2 separate regions of the Cricetulus griseus genome follow, and region 2 is linked to region 1. The links are chromatin contacts, called in public Hi-C maps. All regions are on one chromosome and are shown on one strand. The core of a region is the stretch at or near the end of the contact, and the rest is flanking DNA. Distances in the headings are between cores, read along the strand shown. Region 1 holds the start of Stk10 (serine/threonine-protein kinase 10). Region 2 overlaps Stk10 (serine/threonine-protein kinase 10).

Evidence for each region. Hi-C and Micro-C count contacts between places; a contact is called where the count stands out from the background.
Region 2: a contact with region 1 is called in a Hi-C map of liver, with 2.7 times the contacts expected there. The contact joins the enhancer-like site here to the promoter of Stk10 in region 1. A contact is called at or near these places in 6 of 8 Hi-C or Micro-C datasets (the CHK-Q cell line, the CHL-YN cell line, the CHO-K1 cell line and 3 more).

What each region holds. Positions count from the first base shown.
Region 1 is chr7:47,720,290-47,727,076 of CriGri-PICRH-1.0, forward strand. Stk10 (serine/threonine-protein kinase 10) reads left to right here and starts at 4,129. Exons shown (of 19, transcript XM_027425195.2): 1 at 4,129-4,400. The coding sequence starts at 4,245.
Region 2 is chr7:47,781,393-47,788,179 of CriGri-PICRH-1.0, forward strand. The region is part of intron 7 of Stk10 (serine/threonine-protein kinase 10); the gene reads left to right. Among named protein-coding and RNA genes, the nearest start is that of Fbxw11, 46 kb to the right of the region's middle. Within about 2 kb of position 3,494, at least 1 of the 6 cell types and tissues checked has open chromatin away from gene starts, as enhancers often do.

The sequences.
Region 1 (6,787 bases), core at 2,879-5,378:
GTTGGCCTTGAACTCAGAGATCTGCCTGCCTCTGCCTCCCAATTGCTGGGATTAAAGGCCTGCTCCACTACCTCCTGGATATTTTTTGTTTTTTGAGACAGGGTCTTGCTGCCCCTCAGTCTGCCTGGAGCTCACTGTGTGGCTCAGGCATTGCTTCCTGGAGGCTGGGATTACAGGAGAGCACCATCATGACTGCTTGTTAAATTGTATGTGGATGGGAGTGTTCATAAGGAAATGTAGATCCAAAGAAACAGCGTATCTGTGTGATCTTTAGGCTTGGTGAAGAATGGAAACTCACTTGTAGGATGTGTGGCTAGAGGCCAGAAAGGACTATCTAATGGTTGTAAATATCCTATTCTCAGCCTTTATCCTTTTAAATATGCTGCTAAAACCTTTATCCTTTCCTTCAAGGACAGGGAAGGGACTCATTGGATGAAGGTCAACAGAGGGACATATTTTGAGGTCCTATGTCCTGAGCTCCATCATTTCCATGCAATGACTCTGACACCATGTGTTTGCATCAGCTTTATTCATAATAACCAGATGGATAGAACCCAACACCAACTGCCCCTCAGCAGTTGAATGTTTTAATAGTGATGGTATATCCACACAGTAGAATTCTACCTGACAATAAAGATGAATTAATCATGAATACATTCGACACAATTAATCTCTGAAACATGCTGGGTTGAAAGACGCTAAACACAGGCTGGTGTATGGCTCCTGACAGAGCACTTACCTGGCATGCACAAGGGCCTGGGTTTAATCTCCAGCACTTGGGGGAGGGGGTAAAGTTTGCAAGGAGTGGAATGAGAATTGCCTGAAGAGGCAATGGAGATGTTCTCTACCCTGACTGTGGTGGCAGCCTCATCTTGGCAAAACTCACTGAACAGTGAGCCTTAAGGGGTGCATTTCTATTTAATGTAGATGAAACGTCAATGAACTTGATTGTTGTTCTTTTAAGACGGCGTTTCTCTGTGTAGCCCTGGGTGGTCTGGAACTTGCTCTGTAGACCAGGTTGGCCTTGAACTCAGAGATCCACCTGCTTCTGCTTCTGTATTGCTGGGATTAAGGGCATGCACCACGAATGGCCTACATTGATTTTTTTTTTTTTTTTTAATGTTTATGGGTGTTTTCCTACATATATGTCTGTGCACCACATGCATGCAGTTCCTGAAAAGGCCAGAAGAGGGAGCATGTGAGACCACATGGAGCGGGTGTAACAGATGCATAGGTGCTAGGTATGTACTCTTCCTCCGGAAGGGTAGTCATTGCTCTTAACCACTGAGCCATCTCTCCACCTGGGTGTGTAGTTCTGTCATATGGTCCCTGTGTTCAAGGTCCAGTTCAATCCTCAGTAACAGGGGAATACCCATACTCACATGAAGATAAAAGCAGATTTGAATATATCAATAGTTCATAGTTGTTCATAGAAGACACCATGAGCAAAATTAACACATGGATGAAGGGTTGAGAGGAAACATTTTCAATATTGAAACCCAACAGGATAGTATTTTTTAAAATTCAGGTCCAGTGAGATGGTGCAGTAGTGCCTGGGGGGCCTGAGGACCTGAGTTAATCCTCAGGACCTACAGAGTAAGAGGAGAGAACTTTTTGTTTGTTTGTTTGGTTTTTGTTTTTTTTTTTTTTTGAGACAGGGTTTCTCTGAGAGCTTTGGAGCCTGTCCTGGAACTCACTCTGTAGACCAGGCTGTCCATGAACAAGAACTAACTCTTAAAAGTATCCTCTGACCTCCACATATGTATGCATGCCCTTGTAACTCTCACACACATACACAAATGCACACATCTCTCTCTCTCTCTCTCTCTCTCTCTCTCTCTCTCTCTCTCTCTCTCACACACACACACACACACACACACACACATTCATAACACCATGAATGCACACACAAATAAACAGTATAATTCCTAGAATCAAAAAAGACAGGAAATCTGATTTTTTTTTTAATGTGCAAAGAGTGGGGCTTGGTGGTGTACACCTATAATCCCAGCACTTGGGAGAGGTAGGTGTATCTCAGTGAGTTCGAGGCCAGCCTGGGCTACAAAGAGTTCCAGGACAGCCAAGGGCTAAACAGAGAAACCCTGTCTGGAAAAACAAAATAAACAAACCCAACAAAAATGGCAAAGGACACAGACCCTCAATTCAAAGAAAGCTTCTAATAAAACTATGCAAACTCACTGGGCACACACCTTTAACCCAAGTACTTGTGAGGCAGAGGCAAGCAGATCTCTGAGGAGGCCAGCCTGGTCTACAAAGTGAATTCCAGGAAAGCCAGGGTTGTTACACAGGAAAACCATGTCTCGAAACAAACAAACTAAAACAACAAAACTATGCAAACTCAGACTCAGTAATTGAGATCTATACATCAAACGCACTATTTATCGAGCTTAACAGGAATCGATAATTTCTATTTTAAGTGGTTCCAGAAAGTAGGGTGGGGGAAGGCCTCAACACTCCGACCTTCTTCATTCGTCACCAGGTCGCTGTGAGGCCCTGTAACCAGAGACAGATGATTTAAGGTAAATTTCAAAGTAGCTTTGGCTCTGTTGAACCTCCTTTTATTGCTGCATTTTTATACGTAATTTACATACTCCTCCCAAACCTTACAAAAACAAAAGTCACACTAGTGATGTGGGAAAGGTTTCCCGAGTTGTGGAACTGTCACTGTAGTCGTTTCCTGGCATTTTCAACACTCCAGTGAGATTCCGCATCGCTCTTTCCAGCCAGTCCCCTTGTCTGGAAGCCAACCCCTAACCAGCTGCTATCCACAGCTTTGCCTTTTCTGGACCGGTCACACAAAAGCAGTCATACCTCATGCAGTCTTTGAGTCTGGTTTCCTTCACGTAGCATGACATTTTTGAGGGGATCTTTCTATTTTTATTCTCACTTTGTTTTCTTCTGGAGCTCCCTGGACTGGTCAGCGCATTCTGACCCTCTACCTACCCGGTATAGCTGCACAGACTTCAGCGGGTTCCTCGGAACCCAGTGACAGACCTATCCTTTGGCTCTTTCACAGGCTGACTCAACGAGAGCAGTTTTGCGTGACATTTCTTTCTTTCAATGATAAAATTTCTCCACATTCATTCAGTGGCTGGAACAATCGAAACTGGGGCAGCCTTTATTCGGGGCGCCCTTTGCACGATCCCCGGGGCATCGCATTCACTCTCCAGCCGGCTTTCCTAGTGGGAAACCGCACTTGGCGCTTGCGCGCGGCTCCAGAGATATTTTCGAACAGAGTCCCAGGGAAGGGGAGCAGCAGTCTAAATGCTTTCTCGAGGGCAGGGTGTCCTAGTGTGAGACTCATTTGTTCAGCTGGAGGATCACCATCACAGGCCCTGCAGCTGCTTAGCCCGCAGCACAGTGCGCTAGAACCCGTGTCCTGATACCAAGGAAAGGTGCCACAGCTAAGGTAGAGAGACCAGGGGGTCCCGCAGCCAGGATGGAGAAGTACGGTTTCCGATTTTATCTCTAGAGGGGCTTTTTATTATTATCATTATTATTGACAGAACTATAAAGTTTTACTTATTAAGGAATATATCTGCTACCCTACCCCGAAGCCTAATAGGTCCTAAAGGGACTCTGTTTCTTGTTCTGAGTTCTGGTCCTCTGTGGCTGGCGGGGGCCCGGAAAGGCCCGGATTGGGGGGCGCGCCGCCGCAGGGCTCTGCCTTCTGTGCGCTTGGAGGCAGCACCGAGCTTGGGACCCGGGTAGGAAGCGGCGTGAAGGCAGCCTGGGACTCGCGTGAACCCTGGGGCCAGGAACTCCGAGGACCTGCGTGAATCACCGGGCGAGGGGCGCAGGCGTCCCGCGCGGGAAAAGAGCGAGCCAGGCCGCTGTAGGCACATTCTACGCACCGACGACGATCGCAGGGCGCCAGCCGAACCCCGAAGGTTTGGGATTCCGGGAGGCGCAGCGGGCCCGCGGGCAGGCCATCCGGTGGACTACAGTCTCCAGAGTTCCCCGCGGCGCGGGCGGAGCCGGGAGCTCCCGCAGCCAATTGAGGGGTCTCGGGGCGCCGCGGAGCAGGTGGAGCCGTCAGGGACCGGCGCGCGCGCGCCGGTGCCTGGCGTCCTGCGGGCGGGTCCAGGAGGGGGCGGGGCGGAGCGGGGCGGGCCACGGTTCCGGCAGCTCCCGGCAGCGGCGGACGCACTCGACCGGCGTTGCGCTGCGGGGAGGGCGGCTCTGCGAAGCCGCAAGTCCTCCCGCCGCGCTCCGGACCCAGCATGGCTTTCGCCAATTTCCGCCGCATCTTGCGCTTATCCAACTTCGAGAAGAGAAAGTCCCGTGAATATGAGCACGTCCGCCGGGACCTGGACCCCAACGAGGTGTGGGAGATTGTGGGCGAGCTGGGCGATGGCGCCTTCGGCAAAGTCTACAAGGTGAGCGTCCCGATGGTTGCGCGCGCCTGACCCTCCGAGCCCCCTGACACCGGCGCAGCTGCTTCTGAGCACTTCCTGTGTGCCCACACTGGACACAAAGGGATGTTTGTAGAACCTCAACATCCCAGGGGGGCTACCCGAGGCACCCTCGGGAACACGGTGATAGTGGCACATCTTTTAAAGAGGGGCTACACCGATGTTTCGGGAATGTCAAGGCTCAGGGCTGTACCTGGGAAGGTTGGGACACTCCTGAAGAGGAGTCTAAGACAGGGAGGGACTCAGGGAGGGCAGAGGGACCCTGGAGGGAGGACAGGCTGGGGCTGGAGGGCTCAACGGAAGGCGAGGACAGGGTCTTGTGACTGTAGCTGCAGGGCACAGATTTAGCTTCTGGACTCCTGAGTCACCAGAGGCTCCCGGTCTGGAGTTACCTCTCCCCTGGAGGAAGACAGGGCAGAGGCTGTGCGGAGGAGTGGGTGGGGCAGACATGATTCCATTTAGACACGTGTGCAGAGGGACAGCTCTTGGGGTTTGGTTCTCTGAGCAAGTTCTGAGTGCCTGGGTTGTTGTTTAAGCACCTAACTCGTACAGTACATCTCGACTCCACCCTTTCTCATTTCCTCCAGGAAAAAGTGCCTCCCCCAACCCCCCATGATGGAGTCTTGTTATGTTGTTCAGGCTGGTCTTCCAACTTGAGATCACCTTACCTCAATCTCCGGAGTAGCTTGGACTGTAGGCTTGGCAACTGCCATCTGGTATCCCCTACTTTTATTGGGAGATTCCCATAGTTCAACTGCTGTTAGCTCCCACCTAAGCCATAACTCACTGTCTTTGAGGCTTCTGTAGATAAAGGGCTCACTCAACCTAGGATGGCCGTGTCAGGATGCTGGACCCCAGAAAGGGTTTTACCAGCTCCCAAGTCGGGGCTTGCTCACTTTGACTGGAAATTGGTCTGCTAGAAGTGTGTGTGCAGAAGTGTGTGTGCATTAGCATTGTTGGGAAGCTTGTCAGAAACTAAGACTCTCAGCTGGGTGTGGTGGCGCATACCTTTGATCCCAGCAGAGACAGGCAGATCCCTGACTGAGTTTGAGGCCAGCCTAGTCTACAGAGTGAGTTCCAGGACAGCCAGGGCTACATGGAAATCCTGTCTTGAGAAAAGAAAAAGAAAGACACTTAAGACTCTCAGGCCCCACTCAGCACTTCAGAGTGCCCCAGAGTCTTGGAGCTGTGGCAGTTTGGAGGCCAGTCAGACCCATGGAGATCTTGCTGAGCTGCACTTCCTGTCAGAGCTGATGAACCCCCACTAAAGCAAAGTTCCCTGGTGGGAGAGTCAGGCAGAGGTCATCTGACATTCCAGCTGAGTGGATTTGCTGCCCCTTGGCAGCAAATTTGCTTGTGTTTGAGGGCTATAGGGTAGCCCATCCTTTTCTCTGTCCTCATGTCCTCTCTTCTGCTGCATGCTCCTAGTGACATTAGGAAGTGGTCCCCAGCTTCTCTGGTCTCTCTGCTGTCTGCTCCTGCAGAGGTGTCCTGAGCGTTGTCAGGCTGCTGGCTTAGGTCAGCCCCCCACCTGACTTACTGTCTCTAATGTCCAGCTGGTTTCCAGTGCATGCCCTGGGTTCTCAGTATTTTTTTTCTCTGTTAAAGACTTTCAGTCACCTTGTGATTGTCTCTATCGTTACTTTAAAGCATACTTGAACTTTTTTAAGTTTCCTATAAAGCATCCTGCTAGGCTGGCGGTATTTCATCTGTCTCTAGTTGGCCTTTTGCCCCCAAGTGTCCTGTTATGGCTTTATATGGTTCATTTTTATTTAAACTCAAATGCAGAACTTTGCTTTCCAGAGACTAAGAGTCTCCCTTGTCATTTCTGCTTGCTGGGTGAAAAACTCCACTGTTCTCAGGCAGTTCCAACTAAGGGAGCTCTCTGGGCACTCGGTTTTTGTTGGCTGTTTGTTCTGCAAGGCATGTAAACCCATTTGAAGAGTTCCCCTAGATCCCAAGGCTGGGAGATGGCTCCATGGCAAGATAAGGGAAAGGGAGACCAAGAGCTAGTATATCTGGATGGTTTGTCAGGGTCAGTGATGGGTTGCATAGACAAAGATGGTCCCCTGAGACTGAAGGAACTGAAGCCCAGGGCCATACCTTGCATGCGACACATTCCTTACGAACTTGTGGTGATGCTGACATAAGCAAACCTGTGCCTCATGCATATAGAGATGTGGCATGTAGGGTGGCTTACAGCACAGATACTTGATGAGGATAACAAGTGACTGTCACTGTGGTGTGCCTGCTATGCGATGAACTCTGTTACTTCAGAGCACACTCAGACTTTTAAAAGTTTCCTCTAAAGTGTCCTGCTAGGCTGGCATCACCTCATCTGTCTCTAGTTT
Region 2 (6,787 bases), core at 2,244-4,743, 60 kb after region 1:
GCAGTGAGCCCTTGAAGGGTGGTGGTGAGGACAAAGTGACATGCATTCAAGTACGTACCTCAGCTGAGGCACGATGCTCAAAGAGTGCTCCATGTGTTCAGTGTATTATTAAAAGGTGAGAGGAGATGAGAAGTGGTGGCTCACACTTCTAAGTGGAGCACTTGGGAGGCAGAGACAGGAAGACGACTGCAAGTTCAAGGCCAGCCTGGTCTACATAGCAATTTCCAGACCGGCCAGGGCTACATAGCAAGACCATCTCAAAGAAAAAGAAAAGAAAGAAGTGGGCCATAGGGGGATGAGGGGATTCCGATTTTCCTTTCACACTTGTGATTCAAAATCAAAATGAATATGTGACAGGCCCATATTCAATGAATTGTGTTTATTTGTGGGATGGAGCCACTGTCACTGTCAGATGCAAAGAGTCAAGCCACTTGGGGCCAGTTGCTTCCTGTACACACACCTCCTGTGCTGGAGCATCCGGCCGGCCTGACATTGTCACAGCAGGGGCCAGCTGTCCCACCCCACATGGCAGCCCGGAGCCTTAGCTGGAGCCAGGAATTTCCACTTCCTAGCTGAAGCAGTGTCTGCCCGGAGATTCTCAGTGTGCAGTGGAGGAAGGCACAGTGCAGAGGGAGGAGCTCTACCTCAGTTTACCCAGCACCTGTTTCAGTATAGGCTTGGAAGAACACTCTGATCTCCCAGACCCAAGGACATTGGGCTCACAGAAGCAGTCCCTGCCTGAGGTCACCTGATTCATGGCTGTGGGCACCTCAGCCCTGTGTCTGTTGCTTCTGTGGGGCTGTCACTCTTTGTCCTATTGTGTCCCACATGGCTAAGCCACTCCTGCTCCAAGGGACTGATGGTTCAGTCACTTCATGTGCACAAATGTCACTGGGCCAGTGTCCTGCTGCTGTTGGTGGCCCAACTCTGAAATTAGGCACCTCTAACATGGTATGTGAGGGTTTCAGTCTGTGCCTCAGTTTCTCCCTTTGTCAGAAGGCTAGGCAGTGAGAGTTTGTGTGCCACATTTTTAACATGGAAAAGCATTTCCCTCGTTCATTTGTTCTAACACTCACCCACAGCCATTTGGCAGCAGTTTCCATGGGTTCAGAAGTAGCAGTGAGCTCAGGCCTTGTCACTCCTGTCATTCCCACCCTGTCTGGATCCTGACTTCCCTGGCCTTCCCCTCCCCTCCCCTCCCTCCCCTCCCCTCCCCTCCCCTCCCCTCCCCTCCCACTCCTCATTCCATCTGCTCCTTTACTTACCCGCCTTGCACAACTGATGAACATGGTAAGCACTGGTACTTTCTGCCCCCTTGACTTGCTGTGATCAGAGCCAGCCTGTGGGGGCCCCTGGCTTTGAGCCTCTAGTGAATTCACCCCTGACCTTTGTCCCTGTATCTCCTTGGATGCCCAGAGTCACTTCAGCCTTGCCACAGCCATATAGAGCACTTTGATCCCTCCTCAGGCACACTCCACAGTGGCTGCCCATCTCCAGCCTGGCTCTCTCTCTCATTCTCCACGTCTCTCCCATCATGGATACTCTTCCCTCTGTCTTCAGAACAGGCCCAGAACCTACCACCTCCATGAGGCCATGTCAGAGCTGCCTTGCCCTTCACTCAATCCATGGCTTCGTTACTGGTTGCTGTGCCATTTCTGAGTCTGTGCTCACAGGGACCTTGTAAGCCAAATTCGTGCCCTTCCCGCTAAACAGAACCCTACGGTTAGCATGGCTCCTACTTGCCCTTCTCATTGCAAAGACAACTTACCAGGTAAAGGCAGCATAGAGGAAGGATTTACTTTGCTTCCTGGTTGGTGTGTGTGTGTGTGGGGGGGATCTCAGTCCTCCAGAGTGGATAAGGCCTGGAAACTGGAGGGGACTCTGGTCTTGGCCATGGTAGCACATGGTGAGCTGTTTGCACAGCAGTAGGAGTGAGAGAGTGCCACTATGAACGGGTGGGTGTGACCTTTCAAGGGGTACGTATAGTGATCTTCTGCCATCCAGGCTGCACCCCTAAAGGTCCCACAGCTTTCACAATATCACCACAAGCTGGGGACCAAGTATTCAGAACATGAGCCTGTGAGGACCCTTCTAGATTCAAACCCTGACAAGAGTGTTGAATCTCTGAGGACAACAGCCTGGCTCACAGACATATCCCTAGAGCGGTGCCTCACATGCAGAGAACCCTCGGCAAGTATTTGCTAAGGAAACCGACTTAAAGTTTACTTGATTAACATTCTCAAACACTCTACCTGCTATTCCAGACACTTAGCAGCAGATGTTAACTAAGGTAATGTCCACAACAGCTTTGTGTAGTAGGAGCTGAGCACTCTCTTTTGGGCAGATAAGGAGCTTGTAGAAGGTCATGCAGCTGTGACAGCTAGTGTCCTCATTCTGGCCACTTGACTCTGAAGTCTGTGCTCTCTGCCACTCTGCTTCTAATGAATAGAGGAACGAAGAAAGGCCCAAAGAAGGGCTGAAGAGATGACTGTGATCCACTCGTCCATAGGACCCAGGTTTAATTCCCAGCACCCACATGGCAGTTCACAACTGTCTATAACTCTAGTTCCATTGGACCTGTCGCCCCTTTCTGGTCTCCACAGTCACTGCATGCACATGGTATACAGACATGCACAGATAATGATAACCTGTACACATAACATGAAAATAAAGGCTAAGAAAGAAACAAAGAGAAAAGATGCAGGCTTGGGGGACATACTTTCATCTCTTTCTCTGTCTCTGTCTCTCTCACTCTCTGTCTCTCTCTGTCTCTGTCTGTCTCTGTCTCTGTCTCTCTCTCTCTCTCTGTCTCTCTCTCTCTCTCTCTCTCTCTCTCTCTCTCTCTCTCTCTCTCTCTCTCTCACACACACACACACACACACACACACACTAGTGGTTTCTAAGTGCATAGAAAGAAAATAGACTCACTTAGAAAGGGCATCTGTTTCAGTGGCAGCAGAGATCCTGGCCAAAGAGAGGTGCCAGTTGGCAAGCTGTATGCTGCTACCTCCATGCTGGCAGCTTGAAGCCCTCAGCAGAGCTGGCTCTGAGCAGCCACCCCTCTTCCTGGAGGGGTAGACAATGAGGCCAGCTCTGATCTGCCCTTCTGGTGGCGGGGGGGGGGGGGGGACTGAATGCCTGGACCAACCTGCTTGGTGCAGCACATGGAGTTTTTGCCCACCCTGGGGAGGTCTCGGGTCCAGCTCTCTGAGGGCCTCAGCATTTGAGTTAGACAGAAATGTCTGTCTATACCCATGTCTAGAGGTGGTGGACTGATGCAGCGCAGGCCATATTGCCTGTTACTTGTGTCTCAGAGCTTTGACACACATCAAGATCTGGTTAGCCTTGGCAGGGCTGCCACACACCAGCCGCCTGCCCCCGGCCCCCTGCAGGGAGCTGCCCTGTTTAACTGGCCCTCCTCCTCCTAGGGACCTGGAGCTCTGGGCAGGCAGAACAGATGGTTCTTCTCAAGAGCTGCTAATTTGGTCAATATGTGGGGTGCCCTGTTGAAAGCCTTGTACCCTCAGAAGTCTGGACCTGAGCTGGTTTCTGCCACGACTGCTTTAGCTGCTGTGGTCCAGTGCCTGCTCAGGTGGTGTGTTACAGAGCTCAGAAGCTTCGGGGACCTTGGAGGTTCTCCTCATTCCCAGAGAATTGCGCTCTAGTAGAGGAATGACTAGGAGAGTGGAGAGACTTCATGAATGGACTGCTCCCCTGCTCATGCTGTGCTGCTGGTGGCTATGGTGGTTGTGATGGCTGTGGCAGTGATGGTGGTGGTGATGATGGCGTTGGTGGTGATGGTGGTAGTGGTGTTGTTGGTGGTGATGGCAATGAGGGTAGTGATGATGGGGGGGATGGCGGTAATAGTGATTATGATGATGGAGTTATAGTGATGGTGATGGTTGTAGTAACGGTAACAATGGTAGTGATGGTGATAATGGTGATGGTTGTGGTGGTGGTAGTACTGGAGATGACAAGATCTATGCTGTTTTGAACACTTACTATAGTGCACAGAACAGCCATACAGTTATCCCCACTCTACAGATGAGCAAAACTAAGGCACAAAGAGGATCTCCTGACCTGTGTTGACAGTGGGAGCTGGATTTTACCCAAGTGGCTTGGCTCTGTCACCTAGTCAGCACACTTAACCCTGTCCATCCTGGTGACTTGTTGGTTAGTTCTATGAATAGCCATTCAGGACCTCTGGAAGCATGCAGCAGCCAAAGTAACATACTACTGGGTAGCAGAGCTTCTGAGAAGTTAAACAGAGGATGGCTCTCACTGCCCCAGGCTGTCTATGCTGCTCTCACTGCCCAGGCTCCCTCTCAGCATCCTGTGCCTGTCTCCCAGGCACAGCTGGAGGCCCTCCTGCGCTTCCTCCACCCTCTAAGCCCAAGCCTACCTCGGGATCTTCAAAGGCCATACCTTTGCCCAACACTCTTACTAGGAGTTTTCCCTAACTTTCTCCCACAAGTCTCCCAAGGTCCCAGTTTGAGTGTGACACCTCCCTTCTCAGAAAGACCCCCCCCCAAAGACATAGGAAATTCCACCAGGCTCCTGACCATTGTTCTGTCATGGGCCTTCTGACTCCTTTGATGAAAAACCCGACCAGACCCTGGCACATGAGCTCACATCCTTGCAGTAGCTGCTAGCTGTGCGGAGAAGCAGGGGATGAATGGGAAAATTCACAGCTCCACTAGATTAGATGAACCGAGGTCAGATTGGCCTAAGAAAATGTGGCAGACACAGCTCATTAAAGCAGTGACATTTGTAGCTCTCAGGACAAGTTGAGTAGGGAGCGGCCTGCTGGCTGTCCACCAGTGATCTGCCTTGCTGACTGATTTTTATGGTGCCGGGGTTCGATCTCAGGGCCTCACACATGTGAGACAAGCACTCTGTTCCTGCTGTATACCTAGACCCAAAGGACACTATTATCCATTCCGATTTCATGTGTGTATGAGGCCAGGCATGCTTTCCCATGGTGTAGTGTGGAGGTGAGAAGACAGCTTGTGTGATCAGTTTCTTCCTCCCATCGTCTGGGACGTGGGGATCAAACTCAGGTCATCAGGCTTGCCTGTAGTGCCTTTACCTACTGAGCTAGCCATCTCACCAGACCCAGGAACATTTTAAATGTCCAAACAGATAGGGATGGCTTATCATGGATTTGCCCGTTCTAAATATGTTTTTTTTCAAACGTTTTATTTATTTCTATTTATGTGCATGGGTCTTTTGCCTGCATGTATGTTTCACATGTGTGCAGTACTCATGGAGGCCAGAAGAAGGCGTCAGATCCCCAGGAACCGGAGTTAGAAATAGTTGTGAGCTACCATGTGGGTTCTTGGGAATTGAACCTGGATTCTCTGGAAGAGCAGCCAGTGCTTTTAACTGCTGAGCCTCTCCAGTACCCTGAATGTATTTTATTATTATTATTGTTTTTTTTTTTAAAGACAGTGTTTCTCTGTGGCTTTGGAGGCTGTCCTGGAACTAGCTCTTGTAGACCAGGCTGGTCTCAAACTCACAGAGATCTGCCTGCCTCTGCCTCCCAAGTGCTGGGATTAAAGGAATGCGCCACCACCACCCAGTCCCTGAATATATTTTTATGGTGTAAGAAATGTAGTCTTTTTAGTCAATAAAAGACTTCTCCAACAATTTTGTTGACACCATTCCTCCACAAATAAGATTTCTGATAATAGCAGTGGGTTTCAATAGAGCCTTCCCACACACCTCAGATGAGAAATTCCAACCCAATGATGCCCTACACCCCTGGCATTCTTTTCCCTCTGCCCACTGTGACGAAGGGACTAAGGAATCCCACCCTGGTTGCTCCCTGTACCAGAGAGGAGATATCTGCAGATGGTGTCTCCACGGTGCTTTTCCAGGGTTCTTCAGGCTGACCAAACCTCCCCAGATCTTTTGCTTGGGATTTTATAAGGTCTATAAAAGAGCACTCACTCCTGAGAAGTACCATTTGTGGAAAAGCCTAGAATAGCGTACAGCCCACTGTCAGGAGTCTCTGAGTGCCCTTCTGAAACCAAATATATATATATATTTCTGCCCAAAGACAACAGATGCAAGACTGTCCCTAGTTACTTATTTCATCATCACCCAGAGCAGGAAACACCTCCATGTGCCCAACAGCGGCAGGATGGTTAACAGACAGTGACATGTTCCTCCAGTGGGACAGTGCACTGGAAACAAAAAGTAGCATAGAGTGGAACTCAGTGGTGGAAAGCACTGCTTAGCATCCAGCACCGAAGTGTGTGACCTGGCAGTGAGCTGAACCTCCGGACCTGGGGCAGTGGATGAATCCTCACATCTGCCACAGAATAGAATATTGGGGACTGGCGGTATAGGTCAGTTGGTAGGATACTAGCCTAGTGTGCACAAAACCCTGGATTCAGTCCTGGCATTGCATAAGCTGGGTATATTGGTGCATGCCTGTGATTCTGGAACTAGGGAGGTGGAGGTAGAAGGATCAGATATTCAAGGTCATGTTTGGGTACATAAGGAGTTGGAGACCAGCCTGGGCTACATAAAAATCTATTTTGAAATAAAAAAATTAAGTCAAATCAGAGTGAAACAAAGCTAGCAAACTTATTGGTTGCCGGGCGTTGGTGGCGCACGCCTTTAATCCAAGCACTTGGGAGGCAGAGGCAGGCAGATCTCTGTGAGTTCGAGGCCAGCCTGATCTCCAGAGTGAGTGCCAGGATAGGCTCCAAAGCTACATAGAGAAACCCTGTCTCAAAAAAAACCAAAAAAAAAAAAAAAAAAAAAACTTTATTGGTTA